Linked DNA regions of Mus musculus: region 1 is linked to region 2. A link is a contact called in public HiCAR-type data. All regions are on one chromosome and are shown on one strand. The core of a region is the stretch at or near the end of the contact, and the rest is flanking DNA. Distances in the headings are between cores, read along the strand shown. Region 1 overlaps Irx1 (Iroquois homeobox 1). Region 2 has its middle 120 kb from the start of Gm40998.

Region 1 (4,356 bases), core at 493-2,992, 680 kb before region 2:
ATTCGGTAAATGCCCCCCTCCCACTTCTGTGTTTGTGTCTTCTTTGTTTCTTTTTTCCCCTTTCTGTATATAGCGTGATTTCAGATTGTAAATAGCGCGTCAGCGAACTTGTTTAAATCATATATTTTTGTCTAATAAACTAAATGAAACGATGTCCACGCGGCTACAGCTGTTTGTCCCTGTCCTCCTGCGTTTTGGGGGAGGCCATGATGTTTGCGATCTTGAAATCCTGGGCACAGTTCAGGGGCTATGGTTTCGCCAGACTCTTTTGGGAGAAGGGTCTTGGAACAGTGTTTCCACCGAGTGTCAGGCGCACAGTCCGTGATGGTAGTGGTTGAATTTGTTCGTTTTGCTCCTAGGCCAGCTTCTTGTTGGCAGTGTAAATCTTTGCCACGCTTAGACAAGCGTTTATCTGGAGCAGCCTTTTTAAGTACATAAATGCGTTCAATTTTAGACAGTTTACAAAACCGATGTTTTAAAGTGGATCAAAATGGGGGGAAATGAAGAGAATTTTCAATCACACTCCCAAAGGGGAACTTCGGGCTCGAAATCAATTACTCACTAGTTGTGTGAGCGATGCGTTTTAGAGGAGGGTCGTTTTCTAGTCAGAGCGTGGACGTAATGGAGTATGAAATATTGCTCACAGTGTGCTTAGTCAGTTGTTTAAGTGTAAAGAGGAGAAAACGGAAGGTTCTTTAAAAAATATTCTCATATAGATGAGCGACATAGGGTTTGGTTCCGAGTTCCGGGGTTCCCTGGGTTTGCGATTCAAGATTCAGAAGTGGCTTCAGAGAAAAGGTGCGCTACGGGGTGGGGAGTGAGTGGTGATTGTAGTGAAGGGGTTGCCTAGGGCGCATCTTTAAACCCGGGTAGGACGATCTGCGACTGTGCGTACATCAGCTGAAGAAGCCTGAACTAATAGTCCCTCAGTCTTGCCGGAGAAGGCTGAGGAGCACTGTAGCAACAATGAGGGAAGGCGATAGCTCGGTACCGCACCGGCCAGCAAGCAGTTTTGAAAACCACAGTGGAGAGTTAGGAGTCCCACCACTCCTTTGCGGCTTACCAGCCAGTCGCCTGCGCACTTTTCAGCAGAGCGGAAGACTCCGCCAAACCAGAGCCAGGACTTTTAGGACTATGATGGCTACCGGATTGGGATTCATGAGGACTGCGCAAGCAAATAGTAAAACTTCCTAAGACGATGTAAACTGTGGGGAAAACAAGCTAAATGGGGACAAAGTTGGGCAGTCTCTCCCCAGTTTAGGCTCCGCTCTTCCCAGCTGCCAGGAAACTTGCTCTCTCCCCGGGCTGCCCATAAGAGTCATGGTGTTGGTGTGTGGAGTGTGTGTGTGTGTGTGTGTGCGCGCGCGCCCCCCTGCACACCCAGGGGAAGACCATGTGCCTTTGACCACCGCTACTTGCTAGCATCAAGGACCAGCAGGCACCCCGTGCACTGCTGGGGCCACACTGCACTCAGGGCATGCTCCCTCTTCTCAATTCTTCCCACTCTTGTCTCAGGTTGAGTAAGGATTGGATTTCTGAACCTCCAGACTGGAGAGAGAGAGTGAGAGAGAGAGAGAGATTCGCAGATGCTGCCAAGGCAAGAAAGTGTACCACACGTGGGGTCACGAGTCAGTTCGCAAAGCAGCTAAGGAGTTGGGCAGTCCAGCTAGGTAGACTTGGGTCCCATAGACGCCCTCTGCTAAGCTGGTGGGAGCTCCGAGGTCTGAATGGACATGCTCGAAGCGCCCTCTATGGTCCGAAAGCAGAATGGGACCTTGACCCCTGCTGGTGATGTTTCTGGGGCTCCTTGAAACTCTGGGACAGTTAGGCTTTGGGACTCCCTAGGCAAAAGCATGGATTTGTAGTGACAAGGCTTAGTGCTTGTTCCTGGGATCAATCATGTGTGTGAGCATGTGTGCGGTGTGTGTCTGGGGGCCTGCCAGGCCACTGGCATTTGGAGGCAAAAGTGGGCTCTGGACTGTAAGCTGTGCTTTCTCTGTCCTGATGAAGTTTGCTAAGTCAAAAGTACCCTTTTACAACACCCTTGTTGAAGTTGTGTGGAGCCTCCTGTCTCTGGACCCTCAACCCAGAGGCTCTGGAGTGGGTTCCCTGATGAAACAGCATCTCTGAAGAAACCTAACCAACCATGCCTTGTATCTGAAATGAGGAATGGGATAGCCAGGCATGCTGGCACGCTACTCAGACCTTCAAAATGTCTGCTGGGAGATTTGTTCTGGGTGACTGTGGGAAGCTGCAGCTGAACTCTGGTGGACTCCTTCAGCTCAGGCAGGTAAGGTCTTCTTTTCACATCTCTGAATCTAGTCATTGCCCAAGTACCTCCCTTCTGTCTCCTTTTGTCCCTTGCAAAATACATTTGAGGTGCTCTGCCAGCATGTGCAGCCATTGAACTAGCTTGTGCCTCACTGACAGAATCCCAGTAATATAGGAGTCTAGTAGTCTAGAAGGTAGAACTGGGCAGCCGGAGGAGTCCTTCTCCTGAGAATCAGCCATGACAGTACACAGGTCAGATCTCTGTCAGAACTGCTTTTCTTCAGTGAAAAGTTAAAAAAAAAATTTTTTTTAATCAAGCCCCAAAGCATTGTTTTGCATTGTTTGTTCACATCTTCCTCTACAGCTGCTACACGTGTACAAATATATTGTTGTGCCCTGATGGGCCCTGGGTGCTGGGAACTTAACCTTTTGAAAACAAAACAAAACAAAACATGGTCTCAGAGAACTTAGAGATACCGACATCTACCATGAGAGCCACAAATGTTCCTTGGGAAGTTTTTGCCTGTGCAGGGCACTTCTAGCAACACCTTGTCCCAGGTGTCATCCCCAGTGTGGGGACAACTCTGAGATCGGAAGGGGGGAGCTGGGTGTGGGGATGGGACTCCACATAGAACTGGTGGCCTCTGCATAGAATACCCTTCCTCCCTTTGAGAAGGACATTCAGTATCCTGCCCAGACTGTCTCTCTCTGAGCTTCTTTGGAAGTTTACAAAGGACATGGAAGGGTGAGAAACGACTCTAGTCTAGGGCCCCATGCTTCAGTGCCCAGCACATCTCCTGTGGGGTGAGCATCACATCGCTCCCCTTGGCTGACCTGATGGAACTTACCCAGTCACCCTGCTTCCCCATCCAGCCCCCTTTTCTTGATCCATTATATAAAAGCACATTTATCTCCCTGCAATATGGAGAATTCATATTCATATCTCCATTATAGTGGTGTGAAACTGATTAATGTAATACGGGTCTTGGCTCAGAAGGGCGCCACCGATGAATCACGCCCTGCTGAGCTCCAGTTGTCCTTTGGTTCAGACTTAGGCAGAGAATGAGGAAGGAGAGAGAAAAAGAGGGAGGACAGGGCCAGACACAGCACCTGGGGGGTGTCTTGGATCTGGCTTCTAGTCCATCTCACAAACCCTCCAAACCTCACCTGAGGGGGAGCTCTGTGAACCCTGATCAGTCTTTCCCCTCTCCTGAAGGAGCAGAGACCCCAGGGGTGCTTCCATCTTATAGAGGGTGTTTTCCCACCAGAAAGGGGTGAGCCTTCCAAGGCGGATGTGGGGGAGGGGGGGGGGGCTTGTGGATACTGGCTTGGGAGTTTAGAGGAGTATAGAACAGGAAATGTGTTCCCAAACTGACTGGTCATTTGACAATACTTACTGCAAATGGAAATTCTGAAAATAGGGAAAGGACGCAGAGCCCAGAGAGGGTCACTTGTTGAGTGAGGCATTGAGAGGGAGCAGGGTTTGGAGTACATCAGCCAGAGGGATTTGCACGGCCAGACCAATTTCTAGGCCTCTCTGTCCTCATTATGGGATGGAGCACTGTAGGAGGAGTCATCCAGGCTCTCGGGTCCCCTGAGATAGAGAGGGAGGCTTTAGGGTACAGGATTCTGTGTGTTGGGTAGTGAGGGAGAACATAGATGCGGCTCTCAGAGACAAAGCTGTGAGGAGGACATGTGGATTGGATTGATGGTAGTGTTGGCATCTAGGGTAGGAGTCAGGAGACAGAAGAGCTGAAGTCAGGCCATGCCCTGAGAATGGTGTCGGCGCTTGTCCGGTTTGAAGGATTCCTTCATTGCCTGTAGGTGGTTTAGGGGGTGAGAAGCCCAGAATGAGAGAGTCTCAGCTCAAAGGCTGCTTGCAGCTGCAGGCCAAGGAGCTGTCCTGGGTTGAAGTCCCTCTTCCTCGTGGGTATTCAGTTGCATGGCCACCATGCAGACCCTGCAGGGATCCCAGGAGCAGTTTACTGCCACCAGGCACTGCAATCTCCAGTGTGCCCCCATGGAGCAAGCCTGCTCTAATTATGGCTCCAGAGCTGGAGCTATAAGACCTCTAAAGGTCACCAC
Region 2 (4,556 bases), core at 72-2,571:
TCCATGAGAAAAGATTACTCAACACGAACGCTGAGACCTAATGCTAATTTTAAGAAGGGTGATGATTACTTCAGGATGATTAATATTACCGTGAAATTTGAAATGTCACCAACGGGTTCTGTGAATCCAAAAGATGTGAGGAGAAAGATCACCAACATGCATCATCATGGACACATTCATGAAAGTAAGGTTTTTTTATTTGTGTGCACATACTGCCTCCCCTGAAGTTGGGGTTCAAAAGGTTAACACCTGACGTGGTCAAAATACAGGTTCTTTTAATAGCTCAGGGGTAAGGGGTTTCAAAATGGGAGATTTGGCAGGCCAATAAGCAGGGCCTAACTGAGTATAACAAGCAGAGTATAACAACTTGGCTGTAACAACCTCTTGTGAAACAAAGACATTGTTGCAAGTTGGTTATAACAAGGTAATCATACCAAGGTAGTCAGAACAACAGGTGGTCATAATAACCATTTGCAACAAAGGCATGGTTGCCATTTCAGGGAACTGGCAGCACAAAACCATTTATAGTTAAGGTTACAGACCAATCCTTATGAAACAGATTAAGGCATAAACAGCAAGGCACCTAGCCTGTCTTTACTATACAATGGTTTACAAGCCCAAGATCAGAGGAGACCGAGTCATCAGCTCCTATGCTTGCATACTTAGTTCCTAGATGCTGGCATTGTTTGAGAGGGGGGTATAGCTGCAAGAAGTAAGTTTGAGAGGACAGCACCTGCTTCCAGCCACCTGTCTGCCTCCTGATCCACTCAGGTGTGACCAGCTCCTGCCCTGATGCATCTTCCCACCTGACTGCCTACATCTCCTCAGACCCTGAGCCAAACTCAGAACTTTCCCCTTAAGTTGCGTGTTGGGTATGTTGTATCACAGTAGTGAGAAAGGCATCTAATCCAGTTGGCTTTCTTTAGTCTCTGTTCTGTCATGGGACATTGGTATTTGGATTACTCATTGAAAGGGAGCAGTCATAGTCCTGGAGAGAGGCCAGCGGACTCACCAGGATGCTCTCCTTGACTCTGGCACTATTGGAAAGGCACGGGCAGGGTTAGGAGCTCAGAGAAGAGAAGAGTGGCAAGGGGCAAAGGTGACAGGCAGTTAACTACCGTGGATATTATGATAAACAACACAGACGCCATACCTGTGCTTTTTCCATATTAGCAGTAATGTGGAAAACACTCTGCACTGAGCTCTGAGCTCACAACTGCAAGGCTTTTCCACACTTAAGTGGATGAAGGCATGGAAGGGCCCTAACAGGAAGCAAACTCCTGGGAAAGCTATTAGCCTCAGCATTTGCAATTCATGGGACACTGCCTGCCTTAAGGGCCATCATTGATGGAGCCCTGTTTGGTTTAAAATGTAACTCTCACCCTGAGCAGGCTGAGCATTCAGATCTCAGCTGGGTTTCTCTTGAATTTATTAACTTACAAATGGAAATACACTTACTTAGTTGACTATCTCTCACTAACCTCTTAACTTGCTTTTCCCAGAAGTGGTGGCACTGTCCCCAGGCGCCTAACTCAGCCCCCTGACTTCTGTTCCCTTTGGCTCTGAAGTCTCTGGGTCTGTTTACCAAACCCTTCAGGTAAAGTTTCACTTTTCCAACAGGCTTTGAGTCGTTCCTCTCCCTTAACTCTCAGACATCAATCACACATGCCACCCATGTGCTCTGGAAGCCCATCTGCTCCCTCCTTCTATGGAGCTAAATGTACTAACGCGTCCAATGTGCCTTTAGAGTTGGTGTTTGTAAGCAGCTTGGAGATGTTTTTAACTTTGCTGGCAAAGTTTAAAATGATAGATCCAGCGTCAACAGGAGGAGATGATGGAATCTGTCATCGTTCCACCTCTCTTAACATAACTGATGTTATGTAAGAATTTTAGGAGATACATCTAAAGCATAAAACGGGCTAGGAGTCCAGAAAACTCATGAATAATATGAAATAGTATTGGTTTTCCTGGTGAAGTGTAGGCTCCTCTGGCATCATTATATTTGTTTGCACCTTTTCAATGCCTTCCAGATCAGCCGTCCTCAACCTGTGGGTCATGACTTCTGTGAGGTGTTGAATGACCTCTTCACAGAAGTCACCTGAGACCACTGGAAAACAAGTGTTTTCATTATGATTCATAACAGTAGCAAAATTGCAGTTATGAGGTAGCAACAAAATTAATTTTTTGATGGGTGTTAACCACAACATGAGGAACTTTATTAAAGGGTCGCAGCACTGAAGACCTTGAGAACCACTGGTCTAGATGAATTGTCTGACCCTCAGCGCTTATGTAAATTCCTTCCCTTAAATCTCAGACTTCCAAAGGATCCTAGTACATCCTTCTCTGTCTTATCCAATTTCCTTTCTGTTTTCACCGAATAGAGACAGACGTGTCACCCCTGGCATGGACATTTTATTAACAGTATATCAGGTATGTCCTTATCCTACTCTGATCCTCATATGTTCCATAAAGCTAAGATTAGACTAGACTAAAAATGGAACATAATGTGAAGAAATATTCCAGATAAACATTAATGCATAATAAACTATGAAAAAGTCTCCCCGATACAAAAGGATATAGGAAAACATCAAAACATCAAGCCGTAGTAGGTGTGGCTGTAGTTACAGGTTCTATGCACATCTACACTGGGCACCAAAGGAGAAAATGTTTTATGGTTGATAAGTAGTTATGGGGCAGCTGCTACAAGGTTGTCAATGTAATGACAGGGTTGGAGACTGAAAGGTAAATTGTTACTTCTGATAAGCCGCCTTAACAGGATCCCCCCTCCGTTGCAGCCCTTTCAACCCAGGGACAGTCAAGTTTGAGATGGTGTGATTACAGTGTGCACCTGCAAGCCCCACTGTGCTGCTCAATCTGTGTATTCCACTGTTAGGTCAAGGCCGTTAATCACCAGGAGGCCTCGGGGTAGCCATGTAGAAACTTATTTATGGGCAAATCAAGAGCCTGAGATCCTGAACCGTGCCTGATGGGCTCCACTAATATGCTACTTGTGGCTAATTTCTGAGCTGCTGGACCCACAGGTGTTTGCCCTCACCCATAAATCAGGCCTCCTGCCTCCCCTCGTGGTCCCACCATGCATATAGATGGCCTGCTTAAATGACAGGCAGGAAGTGATGGATGACGCCCTAAATCACCTCACTGCTTACTCACCTGGGTCTCCTCTGGAACCAGTACTACGACATTCCCACCGCCCCGATCAGTTCAGATGTTATTATAACCCAAGTTCTCTGTGTTTCTGCATTGCAACCTTCCCGAGGTACAAAGTGTACCGTTCCCATCTTGGTGTGTTTTACTTGTAGAGTGCACCCTTTGCATAAGAGAGCACCATTAAAATCCTTGCCACGGTCTGCAGAGTAACAGAGCAGAACAGAATCCTGAAGACCTAACCTGCGAAAGCAAACGCTCTCATGGAAGCTTAGCTTCCATTTAGTCTTAATTTATTTTTTTATAATTAAAGACATTAATTAAATGGGCCACAAACCAAACAATCCAAACTAAATATTGTGGACAGGAAATACTCGGTTTGCATGTAGTTTGATTCTCTAGAGGGGTTCTTTGTTTTAAATCAATGTATAGATCATTACAAACCCCAGCACCCAGGGAAATATAGATCTCCCTATACTTACAATGTATAACTTAGTTTCAGAGAAAAGAAGATGTATAGCTTGGAAGCTTTGTATCCAACTTCCTGCTGAAGAAACTATAGTAGAAAATATTAATAAAGTGACAACCCTGAAATGTGCTAAGTAGCCAGATACAGGAAATAATATGTAGATATACAAACGTCCAGTTCACCTGACGTTTGATAAGTCAGAGGTGCTTCAGAAGTCTGGCAGACAGCACTGTGATTGGAGGAGGAGCTCCTTGATTGACATTTTCAAACACCCCCTATCTAGCCTGCTGCAACCTTAGAACAGGCTGTGTGGTGAGAAAAGACATGGCACAGGCATAGTAACTGGTTTGCCTGTTGTCCTGGAGGTTTTTTTTTTTTTTTTTTTTTTAATTGAACTTAGTTACTAACTCACAGAGCAGGACTTTGATCTCCAAAGGCACTTTTTTTTTTTTTTAAACACAATTCAGTTCCAAATGAGATGTAGTAACAGAAAACAGCATAGTCATTTTGGATAAAAATCTGAGAACATTTAAACAGCAAGCCATACTGAATTCACCAGGCCATGTAGACCTCTGAGATTTTAGTATAAGACAGATAAGCTCTGAGGTTGTCTCACTGCCCCTGGAATTTTCAATCCAGGGGTCAGGGATGAGAACCTAGTACTAGCTCTCTCTCTCTCACATAGACTGACACAGTTGAATATATAGAGAAAGAAATTGTCCTCAATTTAGAAGAACAGGGAGCAAGCAAGAGAGAGAAGAGTGAGGGAATCAGCACAGCAGGTAGGCCAAAGAACAGCTGCACCCAATCAAAACGCATACACAGGCTGCACCTAAGCCTCCCCACACATATGTAGCAGATGTGCAGCTTGGTCGTCATGTGGGTCCTGAGCGACTGGAACGAAGGCTATCCTAAAAGCTAT

Evidence for each region. HiCAR-type assays count read pairs that join an accessible place to other places.
Region 1: a HiCAR-type map of kidney shows a contact between it and region 2, with 4 times the contacts expected there. The contact joins two enhancer-like sites. A contact is called at or near these places in 1 of 39 promoter capture datasets (the 3T3-L1 cell line), 1 of 484 Hi-C or Micro-C datasets (nephron progenitors), 6 of 115 datasets of contacts at active chromatin or transcription factors (the NIH/3T3 cell line, embryonic hindbrain, embryonic limb bud and 3 more) and 1 of 9 other capture datasets (adipose tissue).

The regions. Positions count from the first base shown.
Region 1 is chr13:71,954,032-71,958,387 of GRCm38.p6, reverse strand. It overlaps Irx1 (Iroquois homeobox 1), which reads left to right. Exons shown (of 4, transcript NM_010573.2): 4 at 1-156. Among named protein-coding and RNA genes, the nearest start is that of Irx1, 7.5 kb to the left of the region's middle. Within about 2 kb of position 1,742, at least 12 of the 459 cell types and tissues checked have an H3K27ac peak or open chromatin away from gene starts, as enhancers often do. A contact at or near this core is called in kidney, where this site is marked.
Region 2 is chr13:71,269,071-71,273,626 of GRCm38.p6, reverse strand. No RefSeq gene overlaps it. Among named protein-coding and RNA genes, the nearest start is that of Gm40998, 120 kb to the left of the region's middle. Within about 2 kb of position 1,321, at least 25 of the 459 cell types and tissues checked have an H3K27ac peak or open chromatin away from gene starts, as enhancers often do. A contact at or near this core is called in kidney, where this site is marked.